Linked DNA regions of Mus musculus: region 2 is linked to region 1. A link is a contact called in public HiChIP or PLAC-seq data. All regions are on one chromosome and are shown on one strand. Each heading gives the region's core, a stretch centred on a gene start, on an enhancer-like site or on the middle of the called end of the contact. The rest is flanking DNA. Distances are from core to core; before and after follow the strand shown.

The links. HiChIP or PLAC-seq counts read pairs in DNA pulled down with a chosen protein or histone mark.
Region 2: a contact with region 1 is called in an H3K27ac HiChIP or PLAC-seq map of vascular smooth muscle cells, with 13 times the contacts expected there. The contact joins the promoter of Rarg here to the promoter of Fkbp11 in region 1. A contact is called at or near these places in 19 of 484 Hi-C or Micro-C datasets (the C2C12 cell line, brown adipocytes, embryonic stem cells and 6 more), 6 of 115 datasets of contacts at active chromatin or transcription factors (astrocytes, embryonic stem cells and vascular smooth muscle cells) and 1 of 9 other capture datasets (embryonic stem cells).

What each region holds. Positions count from the first base shown.
Region 1 is chr15:98,726,789-98,729,847 of GRCm38.p6, forward strand. Fkbp11 (FK506 binding protein 11) reads right to left here and starts at 1,410. Exons shown (of 6, transcript NM_024169.4): 1 at 1,169-1,410; 2 at 895-960; 3 at 423-510; 4 at 112-145. The coding sequence starts at 1,297.
Region 2 is chr15:102,255,980-102,259,038 of GRCm38.p6, forward strand. Rarg (retinoic acid receptor, gamma) reads right to left here and starts at 1,543. Exons shown (of 10, transcript NM_011244.4): 1 at 1,261-1,543; 2 at 491-560.

The DNA.
Region 1 (3,059 bases), core at 160-2,659:
ATGAAGTCAGGGGCCCTTTACTCTACAACGTCCTGCCACTGGAGAAGGGATGACAGAGAAACCTTCTACCCGGAAAAAGGAGCAGTCAGGCCCCGGCCTTCAGATACTCACCCCACACACATGTCCAAAAGGCTCTGCTCCAGACCTTGAGGAAGAAGGCAAAACTGAACTAGAAGCTACATATCTTCCCCACAGTACCCAAGAGGAAAATCAAAGGCTCCCCGTCATCAAATGAGCTTAGCTCCACTTCTCAGACTCTCTGCCGCAGTGATGTGTGGGGCAAGAAGAGTGTTAGAAGTGGAGTCTGAGGTAGCGGGAGAGCCTTGGGATCCTTTTCATTCTAGCGGCTGTTCCAGAGCAATACAGCCGGCAAGCAAGCAAGGGCTTAGGCTAGGGAGAGGTCAGAGGCACGGGGCACATACCTGGAATCACCTGCTTTTGGCCGAGTTCTATGACCAGAGGATCTCTGGTCAGAGAAGTGTCAATAATGCGTCCATCTACCAAACTGCCCTGAAGACAAAAAAAAATGGTGGGTCTAAACCCACCATTCTTCCCACAATTTGGGACCACCCGGAAGGAAGCAACCCCTTTAACAAACTTGTGTCCTGTCCCCATCTCCTTCCACCCACCACCACCATGGGCAAGAAGGAACAGGAAGCCCCACGGGGCTGGCGCTTCTTGGAGCTCTCTCTATCCTTCTTTTCTCAGCGCTGGAGAGGAATCGGCAGAAAACAAGGAAGAAAGAGAAGCAGGCGAGAGGACGCCCCCACGTGCGGGCTGATCCTAGGACTCAAGTTCTCTAGGATAGCTTGCCACGTGTCCAAGCCAAAGCTGACGTGTTTCAGCCGGGCGCCGCCCCTCCCAGGCCACGCCCCGGACCCCCAAGCCCCTCACCGTGTAGTGTATGTGGAGCGTGTCTCCAATGGCAGCAGATTCCGTGCACGATTCAGGGGGCTGCACCTACGATCAGACTACAAGGGTCAAGGCTGCTCCTCCTAAGCTCCTCTGGAGACCCAGCACCTTTTCCCCCAACTCAGTTCCTTCGCTTCTTTCCTCTTCACTCTCACAGGACCATTTAGAGTCCCAGGCTTCCCCGCGATCCCTGGCCGTAAAGGGGAACGGCGGGACATGGGGTGGGGGGAGGGGAGTGGCACCACAGTCTCCTCACCAGGGTCTCCACTTGGAGGGTCCGGACAGGACTTTCGGTTTCTGGCCCAGCCTCAGCCCGGCACACCGCCCCACTGAACAGTAGCAGCAGTAACAGCTGGAGTGGTAGGAGCAAAGGGCTCAGGGTCATGATTGGACCGGGTCAGAGCACCAGGATACCAGGGCAGGCTGTTCGGGTGCACGCGACCAGGACGGGTTCCCTCACTCCAGGCCAGACTGGTATGGGCGGGTTTTCAAGGCGCTAGCTCCTCCTCCTCCTCCTCTTGCAGCCCTCCCTCCACTTTGTCCCCACCTCCTAGAGGGGAAGAGACTGCAGAATTCCCTAACCTGTGATGGAGGTCGCGGATGGTGACCCATCTAACAGTCTTTCTGACCCATGACGACGGCTGGATCATGTAATAGCACATATTTGCCATTACCAACTGTAAAGAGGGGCGTTCGTTTGTCTCTAACCTGCGAATGGCCAGGAAAGGGAGGCACACACTTGTCCCCATTTCATAGCTAGGGCACTTGCCCAAGGTTAACATGGCAACTGGTGACAGTACTCAAGCACAGGGCTAGCATTTGTGCTCTGCTCGGTCTTCTAAGATCTGTCCCTTTCCACTAAGCCCAGAGGCAGGTGTCCAAGTCGGCTGACCCTTCACACTCCTGTTCATTCTGCTCTCGGGTATGTCCAGAAAGAGCTGGCGGCTTCTCCAGCCTCCTGTCTTGGGAAGCATTACGGGGCATCTTCCTGTAAAAAGTGATCCATCACAGATCTTCTCCTACCAGCAATGGCGTTTCCTTCCTGTTTTCCACAAATCCTTTTCACAACAGCAGCACGGACACCAGTCTTGTGTTTATGCAAGGACTTCAGTTTTTAAAGGGGGCTCAAGTAATTTTAGGCAGCCTTACCAGTTTCGAATTTCATGGTCTGAACACTCACTGACAACCTAAGCTGTGGTACCCAGCTCCTGGTCACTCACTCAAAGGCTGTCTGGCATGGTGTCCTTCCATACCATATTTATTCTCAGGCTGTTTCTTGGTTCGTTGTCTTCTTTAGCATTGATACCGGTTGTAAACACAATTCCACCTGTGTGTCTGGCCAGCAGCTCAGACTACACACACACACACCCAACACACACTTCCTCTTATTTGGAAGAACCTGACCTCCCTGACCTGGCTGTCTTGGTGGTTCTCCTGTACCGACATTCTGAGATTTCTTCCATCTCTAATACCCAACCAGTTTCCTTTGGGATTTCCTCTTCCAGCCCCATTAGCGAGTGCCTCCATATATAATGCTATCATTCTAATTAAGCTCTCATGTTCTCTGGGGGTGGCTTTGTGGTATTGGGGATCCAGTCCAGGCAGGGCTCTGCTCATACCTGGCAAGCGCCTTAGTTAACACCCCTAACCCAGGAATTATTTTTTAAATGCTCATTGTCAGAGGCTGGATAGATGGCTCAGTGCTTAAGAGAGTTTGCTGCTCTTCCAAAGACCAATTCCCTGCACACACATCAGATGGCTCAAAAAGTCTGTAACTCTAGCTCCAAGGACTCCAATGCCCTCGTCTAGTGTCCATATACACAATAAAAATAAATCTTAAAAAAAAAAAAGCAAAACCCTGCCTTCCAGATGTTGTGGTACACACCTTTAATTCCAACACTCAGGGGGCAGAGGCAGACAAATTCCTGAGTTTCAGGCCATGTAGGACTACACAGTCAAACTCTCTTTAAAGAAGCAACAAAAACAAAACACTGGAACCTGAATTGGTACAGTGGGATAGGGTGGTGCACACCTTGAACCCCAGCATGGCTACATAAAACCCCCCTCAAATACTAACTGAAGCCACAGGCGGCAGGAATTCCTGGGGTTGGTAGCATGCTGTGTCTTGAGGATATGGGGTTTTATAG
Region 2 (3,059 bases), core at 293-2,792, 3.5 Mb after region 1:
GGCAGGCAATGCCAGTGGAATGTGTGTGGGCATCAGAGGGCACGGGCAGGGTGGGGCCGAGGGGGGAACTGGAGGTGCCAGTTAGGTGGCTTTCTGAGCCAGAGGTGGGGGTGTGCCCCGGGGTTGGGGGGGCGTGTCCTATGCTGCCTACCAGTTCTAAGCCACTGTGTGTGTGTGTGTGTGTGTGTGTGTGTGTGTGTGTGTGTGTGTGTGTTGGGATAACCAAGCTCCGAGCACCCTGGACACACACTCCCCTTGACCCCCTCTAAGTATCCTTACTGACAATGGCTGTGGTCCTCAAACCCTAACTCAGTACCCGAAGAATAACCATAAGGGCAGAAGCCTCAAATTTGAGGAGTAGGATCCCAACTGCCCCGGGTTTAAGCCCTACAAGAGGGAATTATTTGAGCATTTTGTCCTTGAGTTCCCTCCCCGAGACAGACATCCCTGCTGCCCCATCCCCATGACCACCAACTAAGCATATTCTTACCCTCTGGCCTCTGCAGAGAGTCCCTCCTACATACTGGGCCAGGCTGAGGTGAGGGACCTGGTGGAAACTGCTGGAAAGGAAAGAGGCGCTGTCAGTGGCACTCCAGGACAGGGGCTCTCCTGAACCTGTCCGGGCGTTATAACTCTAGCTTTGTTCCACTGGGGCCTCCCCTTGAGAATATTCTAAAAGAGCTCCCCTTCATTGGCTCACTTGTGCAGTAAGGGATAGATCAGAGAGAATCCAGGTTCTGCAGTCCAAACTCCACAGACCACTTTACCCACCTAGACACTTGCTAGAGCTTTCCTAGTCCCCATACAGAGCCCTGCCAATCCACTGGAGAAAGGGTACTTGGACCATCAGATCCACCCTTCAGTATGCCCCCGCCCCACTCCGGTGGAAGAATGCCATCCTTTCCCAGAGGAGGAAAACCCGTCTTCTCTGACATTCCGAGTACAGGAACATTGGTTCGCTTGCCCAAGACTTTCCTAAATGCTCTCCTTCAATACTCACCAAAATCAAGGGCAGACAACCCGGCCCATCCTCAGTCTGTCTAAAAAAAAATCTCCCCTTTCTCTTCCCGGGTCACGACTGACCCCAACTTGGGGCAGGAAGCCTCCGCATAAGCTCGGCTAACAGCTTGGCCACCCCCGGAGGGAAAGGACCCCAAGGCTCCCGACGCCCCCGCCCCTGGCTCATTTCAGCAGAGGAGCCCCGGCGTCCGCGGCCGGAGGGCGGCCAGGCGGGCGAGCCGGCTTCCCCGCCTGACTCACCTGGAGGGGAGGGCGGGGGAAGGAAGGCCGCAGAGCCCCGAGGTCCCGGCGTCGGGCGGTCTCGGGGATGGAGCACCGCGGTGTTAGTGACTCGCGGTAATGGGGGGCTTCAGGGGGGCACGGCTCTAGGCTGGGACAATCCCGGGGCCTCTCGGAGCCCGCCCGCCCACGTGACCGCCCCAAAATATCCGACACATTTTCTCCCAAACCGCACACTGACTCCGCAGGCGGGGACACGGAAAATATTTTCTTTCTTTTTCTCCCTCCCTACCCCCCCCACCTCCCTCCCTGCCTGGCTCCCTCCTCCTCCTCCCGCCCTCGCTCCTCCCTCCCCTGCCGCCTGCCCCTGCCCGGCTCCCTCCTCGGTGCCCTGGGGCTGGGGGGGGTGGTGGCTGGGGGGGGGGAGGACTGGGCGGGGCGGCCCAGGACGCCTGGGTCTCTGCCCCTCCCATTTGCTAGGCTTCCGTGGCTCCATCCCCGGGAGGCCGGGCAGAGCTGGCAGAGGTCAGTGTCCTGGGCTCCATGATGCCAACCCTTTCTCTCTGGCGCTATCCCCCTTCCAGCCATTTGGGGAGACTGAGTTGTCTTTAGCCACGCTGTATTCTGCCAGGCCGGTCTCTGGTACCTCCCAGGGTAGGCAGTGAGAGACTTGGACACTGCCAAGACGTGGAGTGATGGGGCAGGAGTATACCAGAGGAGAAGGCACTGTCCCCTTTTCTTAGTTAACCTCCACCTGCAGGTCAAAGCAGTATCCCTTCCTCTGGCCTTCTCTGTCCTATGGCCTAGGAGCAAACTGGTTTAACTAGTGGGGGTTACGATGAAGGTGCTACGAATTGGGTTCACAGGCTTCCTCCCTCTCATTCTGCCTGAAGTTGACTCCAGGAGTTAAAGCGCGTGGGTCTCTCGCTGCCAATATCGTCCCCACCTTTAGACTTGGATTTAGAGGGGGAGAGGCTGGCTGGGAGGAGGGCTGAAAGAACTTTAGGGAGGAGGGGGGATGGGAGGAGCCTTGCGCTGGGTGTGAGGGAGAAAGCCCAGGCGAGGGTGTGTGTCTGGCTCAGCCAGCGAGGCCTGCCTGGCTGCCTGGTAGATGCGCCACGAATGTTGTTGACGCTGGGTCTCTAGAAGCCCAAAGTCTGTGTCTAATAGGGATATTCTCTGTCTCCAAACAAACCGAGGCTGAAAGGCTCTCGAACCTAGAGAGGGAAGCCAATAGTTTGACTTTATACCACAGAGCACAGAGCCAGAGAAAAGTGAAGTCCTATGCACTCTCACAGGGATGGTCACGACTCCAGAAGAGGAGAAAGCTCATTGGACGGGCTGGGCCAGGCACTAGCCCAAAGGACCATCCTCAGCAACGCTCCCAGAGTGGCCAGCACCTGGGGAATGGGCCCCTGAATCACATCACATTTTCCACTTTGGAATTACTCAGCTCTGGTCTTGCTGTCACCCTAGGGGCCAGGCATCCCCCTCCTGGGAAAGGCTTTTCTGGGTAGCCATTATCAGCTAAAGGAGAAGGGGAAAGAGAGGCTTGCTGTGGCAATCCCAAGAGACCAGAGACGTTGTGGGGGAGGAAGGGGGGGAGCACAGACGAAACTCTGCCTTTCGCTCCAGGGCTGGGAATAGGTACTCCAGGGTCCCGTCCCCAGGTGGCCTGACTGCTGTTGACTTTGCCGGTTACCCTGGGAGCAGCTCTTAGCAGTGTGGGAGGGGTGTGTGTCCGGGAGTTGGACCCTGGCATTCAGGCTGGGGTGGGATAGTGAGCTGCCTGTGTGGCAGGGATCCTGCCAGGAGGCTGC